2 separate regions of the Rattus norvegicus genome follow, and region 1 is linked to region 2. A link is a contact called in public Hi-C data. All regions are on one chromosome and are shown on one strand. The core of a region is the stretch at or near the end of the contact, and the rest is flanking DNA. Distances in the headings are between cores, read along the strand shown.

Region 1 (3,675 bases), core at 832-3,331, 210 kb before region 2:
TAAGCTTACATTCTCAGGCTTCTAAACCAGCCCACTCCCAACCAGAGAGACTTGTTTTGAGTTTTTCTCTTCTGTGGCTTGTAAACTTGTGATGTGTCTGACTTCGATAGGCAGCCATAACAAATTACTCTAAGCCAGATGGCATAGGCAACAGAAATAAGTTGCCTTACAGTTCAGGAGTTTGGAAATATTAGGACTGTGACTTCCTTTTGAGGTCATGTGTGAGGGTCTGGTCCAGCCCATTGTCTATTTTCTGGGGCTTTGACAGGCGGCCTTTGTATTTCCTAGCCGCAGAAACATTATAAGGAATTGTTATCTTCACCTGTGGCTGTCAACAAGCAAGGACTCAAGCTACACTGGATTAGGACCCACTCTCCTAGTCTATTCTTAGCACAAGGGGTAGGGCTTCAAAATTAAATTTATTTTATTTCAAAAGACCCAGAGATGCAATCAGATAGAACTTTATTTGTAGTGAACATTTACTAAAATCATAGTTGAGACACTGGTTCTAGACCCTTGGGATGCCATTCATTCATTCATTATGCTAGGCACATAGTAGGTACTTAATAAATATTTGCAAATGAATTAATTTCATAGTCGTGGAGGGTGTCACCTATTGTCTAAGTAAGTTTAAATTTTTTCCCTGACTTCCACAGCAAGCATTACATTTCTCTCAGTAGGAGATTTTGTTAAAATTTACATAACATTGCATTCATAATGCTGAATAACATTTTGAACTCTGTGCCCACTGTACAATCCCGTGCCTCTTCTTCAGCCCTAATAACTACTGATTCACTTTATGCTTCTATGGATTTGTCTATTTTGAGATACTTCATACAAATGGAACTGTATAGGGCTAGGGAGATGGCCCAGAAGTTGAACAACTTGCTATGCAAGCATGAGGATTGGAGTTTGAATCCCCAGAATCCATGTAAATGCTGGTGGGTGTATCGGTTGACTTGTAATGCCAGTGCTCAGAGGACAGGGGCAGGGATCCTTGGAGCAAGATGGCTAACCATCTTGTATTGGTGAGCTCTGGGTTCAACTGAGAGACTATGCCTCAAAGGTAAGGTGGAGAGTAATGGAAGACTCCCAACATTAACCTTGGGCCTCCATATACATGCACCCACATGCACTCACAGGCATGTGAACTCGATTACACATGAATGTACATGCATATCACATGTGAATGTAATTATGCAATGTGTTTTTTTCCATGCCTACCCTCTTTATACTTAGCAAATTGTTTTCAAGGTTCACCCCTGATTTAGTTGGTATCACATTTCCTTCCCTTTCATGGCCCAATACTATTCCACTATGTTGATATATCACATTTTGTTTATTCATTCATCTGTCAATGGGCATTTTTGCTGTTTCCAGATTTGTCTGTTATGACCCTCGTTGCTATGCCTATTTGTGAAGAAGCACTTGTGAACTTAGTTTTTCAGTGACAATTCAGGTTTAAGATCCAATTCATTTTGCGGAGCAGATGACCATTTTACATTCCCACCTGTCACAGATGAGAGTTAAATTTATACATTCTCTCCAACACTTGTGATTTTCTCTGTCCGACTCCAGTCGTTGTAGTGGGTCCAAAGTATCTCATTGGGGGCTGGGGGTTGCATTTCCCTCATGCCTCGTGGCGTGAAACATCTTTTCATGTGTCTGGCTTTCTGAGGAAGGTGAAAGCTTCGCCGCACAGGAGGAAATAGGGAGTTGAAGGGACTTGCTCAGCGGCTGGGACCTGGGGTGTGTGGATGTCCCTGAAACATGAGGGATTCTAATTTAACGGTAGAAACAGATCTGGTCTGAGCGCCAGGAGATTTGGTAATTGGGGGAATTTTATTTATCTGACTTAACAAATACTGTCCCTTCGGCTGGTCTTTAGTTTCCTCTCCCCAGGATTTGAGGCAAAATGTTCCAAAGATCCGAGCCTCTCTAGGAACTCAGGAGAACTCAGGAACTCTATGCCCAATAAAGCCAGTTCCAAGTTTGCCCCGCCCTTTCATCCTGTTCCCCAGCTGCGCCGGAAGTGTAAATTCTTTTTGGTTGCTCCGCCCTCGGCCCGGAAGCACTTTCTTGGGAAGATGGCGGCTGTGTCGGTGTTTCAGGCACCGGTCGGAGGCTTTTCTTTTGATAATTGCCGCAGGTATGTTCATGCTCAGGGGCGCGATCGGGACGCGAGTAGGAGTTCCGAACCCGGGGTCGTGCCGGAGCTGGGCTGCGGCCTAGGTCGGAGGCCTTAGGCGAGCGTGGGGATGATGCCCGCGGCCGAGTGACTCAGGGAATCGGGCCCCAGCGTGGGCTGCTTCTGAGACCGGCGCGGCTCTCTCCCCTTGCCTGTGTGTAAGGATTTGGTCCTTCCTGTGTCTTTAGTGGGGCGGGGGTCATAGCCCCAGTCTCTTCTTGCTCGCGGATGGTGCTGATGATGGGAGAATCCAGTAAACAGACGAGGGTGGAAGCAAACTGAGTTCCCTCCTAAGCACCCACTCTTCGCGCCAGTGGTCTTGTCCTCTAACACTTGCTTTCTGTGTCTTCCCTTAGGAATGCGGTCTTGGAAGCTGATTTTGCAAAAAAGGGGTTCAAACTTCCGAAAGCTCGGAAAACTGGCACTACCATCGCGGGGGTGGTCTATAAGGTAAGCCGAGATAGGCCGACCGTAGCAGTAACTGACCTTTTAACAGTAGTTAGACCACTTGGACTCAAACTTCCAGCTAGATCTGCCAGTGCAAATGTCAGGGTGCATCATAAAAAACGGCTTTTATTAGGAAATGCTTTAACCAGGAGGTTTTACCCATTAAATAGTTTGTATTTATTCATTTTGAAGTTTTAGATGTGAGGGCAATTTGGTTTTTCCTAAGGTGCTCTAGGAAGCGGGATGATATAATGGGAAAGCACAGAATTTGGGATTAATTGGTTAGTCTAGATGTTTAATGCATTTATACTGCTTCTATTGAACTGCATGGACAGTTCAGTCTCCCCTGTTTTGAGACAGGGTCTCATTATATAGCCCTGACTGCCCTGGAACATAACGGGTAGATCAGGCTGCTTTAAACTCCCAGAGATTTACCTGCTTCTGCATTCGCTTCTGGAACGTTGGGATTAAGTGATTACTGGCAGGCCACTCTGCCCTCAGCTTTCTTCACAGAGTTAAAACTCCATCCATCAAATGGAGAGAAATCCTGAAATAAACTGTAAAAATCATAAAGGCTAGTGATTAATGTTGTTAATGGGTAAAGAGAGACACATTTCAAAAACTGATAGAGGTAGCTGTTTCCTTGATTTTTCTCTGTATAGGTGTGTGTGCACATGCTATGGGAAAAGTGGAGAGGTCAGAGAACAACTTGGTGGAGTCTATTCTGAGCCTCATGTGGGTTCTTGCAGTGGAAGTCAGTTTAACAGACTTGCAGGGCTAGTGTTTTTTACTCGCTGAACAACCTTGCTGACCTAGAAGTGGTTATTTTGTTGGAAAGATTGTGGATCTTCATTCTACGTTTTTTCTTTCCAGTTTAGATCTGTGATTTGTAAGGAATTTACTGAATCTCTGAGCCTTGATTGAAGATGAAAATAAGTCTTAATCACCTGAGGATTTAGCCGTAACATTTATTAAGGATATGCTGAAAATGTAGGACAATAGTTTTGGTAGGAATTTTGACTAGGGATATGGAATTATGG
Region 2 (3,542 bases), core at 182-2,681:
AATCAGTTTCTGCCTCTGTATGTCCACCAGACACGGACTGTGTACCACCACCGCCCTCAGTTTTCCCATCTGCAAAACGTGCAAGTGAATCCGTGTGATCTCCAAAGTACTTCCCGGGCTTGAGGTTCCCGAGACATGCTGTGGCTTCCCAGCAAACAGCCTTTTACGGACCAGGAGGACTGTCCACGTCATCATGGCATTTACAGTCCTCCTCGGCATTGCCTGGTAGCACTGGAAAGTGGTCCTTGACATCCGACGACTTTGACGACCAAGCAGAGCACTCTACAGGGTCATTTGACATTTACAAGAACCCATGATGCCTTGTAACATTCTCTGACATTCCAAAGCATCTTATGACATTCCTCAACATCCACCTTCCCTCTGTGCCTTTCCAGCTACTGTATTCTGTGACATTCTACATTCCTACCATGTGGACTTGCTTGCTTCTGAGGGACCCCCATGACATCTAGCCCATGCGGCCTGAATCTCTCCCACTCGGGGTACATGACATCTGTGGGTAGACGTCCTTGAGCTTGGCTACGCAGGTTCTTTCGGGGGACCTTGCAGGCCAATCTCTCTAGCAATAGTAATCTATTTCGTACCTGAAGAAACCACCCTTTGCCCCTCACTGCCACTAGAATAGTTCAAGAATGGTTCCTTCCTTTTACAGGGGAAGAGGGTGTCCAAAGCAATAGTTTAAGTATACTAGGTATCTGAAATTCTTTGGCCTGTGGGAATGGCAATCATACATAGTTTGACTTAGTATAAAGGAGGTGGGCCTGGAAGTCAGACAATCCCCAGGACAAACTGTGACCTGTTACCTGTGAACTGGGACACCCTTGCCAGGGCTCCCTCGCTGAAGCTGTAATGGCTGACAGGTGTAACTTTGTCAAGTCGTGGCAGAGGATGCAGTGAGGCAGGGCAGGAACTTTCTCCAGGATGGGGAATAGAACACAAGGAAGACTTCATGGTCTTCCTCCCCTAGGGCAATTGCTAAACAGCTTGGTGAAAAAAAGGAACTTTCTTCTTCTGTGGGCCTCAGCTCTCCCATCTATCAAATGGGTAGCAAACGGGTCATCTAGTTTTGCTAACCTGGACTTCTTGGGCTGGGAGCAACAGGAAATCTTGAGGTTTGGGTGTGCCTGCATAGTGAGTAAAGCCAGGACACTGGTGAACAGGTTAAAACTTCAAGGGATGAGGCCAGGTCAAACCTGACAAATAGCCACGTTCTGAGTAGCCAAGTAAAACAGAGTGTAAGGCTCTCTTCCGTTGAGTTTCAGGAGAGCAGTACCAAGGTTCTTTAGCCAGAGAAGCAAGGAGATAGGACCTAGTTGTCTGCACCCTTTCAAGTCCCCTGTGGCCCCCGAGTGGCAAGGACTTGAGCCCCTGCAGAAACCTTAAGAGACTTTGCCCCCTAGTGACCAGGATCTGACATTGCAACTCAGGGCTCCCAGCTCTGGAAGGTGGCCAACTCTGGTCCTGTTGACTTACCAGTTGACCTTTGCAGGGAAAACCTTAGGGAGCAGAGTTTGGGAAGAAGGGAGACACGATGAGGCAAACTTTGAGGGCTGGAGGTTAAGGAGGCTTCATTAATCCCATGAACAAATATTAAGCACCTACTGTGTGCTGGGCAGTGTGCTGGGCTTTGGGACTCGGTGTTAAATAAGACAGTCACACTGTCCAAGGCTTATCGGCTGGCTGAGGCCCTACTATGTGCCAGGGTTTTAACTCCTCATATTTTTCACAACCACTATGAGAAGTGAAAAATTATTATCTGCATTTTACAGGGAGGGAAACTCAGGCTTGTGACTGTTAAAAAGCAGAGCTTCAATTCTGAATTAGATCTAGGTGATTTCAGACTTGAACGACTCATGAGCTCTGTCTGTAGTGTAAAGAGCCTGTGGTAATCACCTCCTCTGGGAGGTGAGGCCAGTGAGGTACCTGGTGGGTGAAAGGTGAAGGAGTTCTGAGCTTCTGCCCTTCTAACAGTTGAGGGCCAGATATTCTCCAGGAGGCAGGAACTGAGATCCAGGATCCTGGCATAGCTTCTCCCTGGTGTGGGTTCCTTTGTCTAATGCTCACACCCCAGGCTTGCTCTACATATAGCATGGTGGGGCCAGCTGCCTGGAGAACTACCCTTCCCTCAAGACTGCTAGGGCTCTATAGAGTAACCCCACTATTTCTGTTGGACCCTACAATCACCCCAGGGTATGGAAAGAGTTTGACACAACTCTGAACAGGCTCTACTTAGTGCCTTTAAGAGGGGGGCACCCAGGGGAGGGGTCACTCAGGGGATGGAGCATCCAGGGGAAGGGGCACCCAGGGCAGGGACCATTCAGAGGAGGGAAAACCTAGGGGAGGGGCCACTCAGGGGAGGGAGCACCCAAGGGAGGGGCCACTCAGGGGAGGAGGCACCTAGGGGAGGAGGCACCCAGGGGAGGGGCTACTTAGGGGAGAGGCCACTCAGGGGAGGGGGCACTCAAGGGAGGGGCCACTCAGGGGAGGGACACCCAGGGGTTCTGCTCTCCTCAGCATAGCAGACAAAGGCTTTTCTTCATGCTTGCTCTGTTTCCAGGTGAGGACACATCATGGCCTCCTCAGTCCAATAACATGGAGCCAGCTCCTGGAAAGTGGCAATGGCAGGCTATATCTAGGGTGGGACAACAGGCCCAAACTGGGCTATAGGGTCACCGTGAGCAATGGGCTTGCAGTCAGGACTCTGTAGGGAGGCATCAATGTTACTGGAAGGGCTGATGGGACATAGAATTGCAAGTGGACTGAAGAAGTCACAGGACCGTGCATGTAACACCATGTGGGTATAAACAGCTGAGGTGTGGTTGACAGTGATACTCGGGTAGCTGACTTTGTATATGCTGGGTTGACATGGGGCAATGGGGCTATAGGGTCACAGTGAGCAGGGCTGGAGGTGCAGGGTGAGATTCTGTGTAGTTTTCACTATGCTGATGACCCTGGGGAAGGAGATTAATTGTGCAGGTAGCCTTGGAATATAAGAGGCCAGAAAATGCCACAGCCCACGAGGAGTCTCCCTTCCTCCTCAGGTCCCTGTGTGTGTGTGCGCGCGCGTGTGTGTGTGTGTGTGTGTATGTGAGTTTGTGTGTGTGTGTTTGTGTTTGTGTGTTTGTGTGTGTGTGTTTGTGTGTGTATGTGTGTATGTAGAGGTGGACTCAGGGTTTTGTATATATTGAGTCACAGTTCCATATCAGTTCTCCAGTGTTAAAAGGGAGAACAGTGTGGCTCAAGTCTGTAATCCCATACCCCAGAGGGTATAGGTAAGAGGATCAGAAGTTCGATGTCAAAGGGAGGCAGAAAGGTTGAGAGAGCTGAAGGACAAAGGCAAGCTCTGTGAAATGTTGTCTTCTCGATATGACGTGATAGATAGGGTCACACAGCAGCTGTGGCTACCTGCACACACACACACATAAATAAACAAGAAATTAAATACATACATACATACATACATACATGCAAAATAATCAAGGAATTAAATACATACAAACATACACACAAATAAACAGTTAATT

What was found. A called contact is a pair of places that touch in the nucleus more often than the background predicts.
Region 1: a Hi-C map of psoas muscle shows a contact between it and region 2, with 2.3 times the contacts expected there. The contact joins the promoter of Psmb7 here to the enhancer-like site in region 2. A contact is called at or near these places in 2 of 12 Hi-C or Micro-C datasets (hepatocytes and psoas muscle).

The regions. Positions count from the first base shown.
Region 1 is chr3:42,825,876-42,829,550 of GRCr8, reverse strand. It overlaps Psmb7 (proteasome 20S subunit beta 7), which reads left to right and starts at 2,081. Exons shown (of 8, transcript NM_053532.1): 1 at 2,081-2,149; 2 at 2,545-2,638. The coding sequence starts at 2,088.
Region 2 is chr3:42,612,655-42,616,196 of GRCr8, reverse strand. No RefSeq gene overlaps it. Among named protein-coding and RNA genes, the nearest start is that of Dpf3l1, 10 kb to the left of the region's middle. Within about 2 kb of position 1,431, at least 2 of the 93 cell types and tissues checked have an H3K27ac peak or open chromatin away from gene starts, as enhancers often do.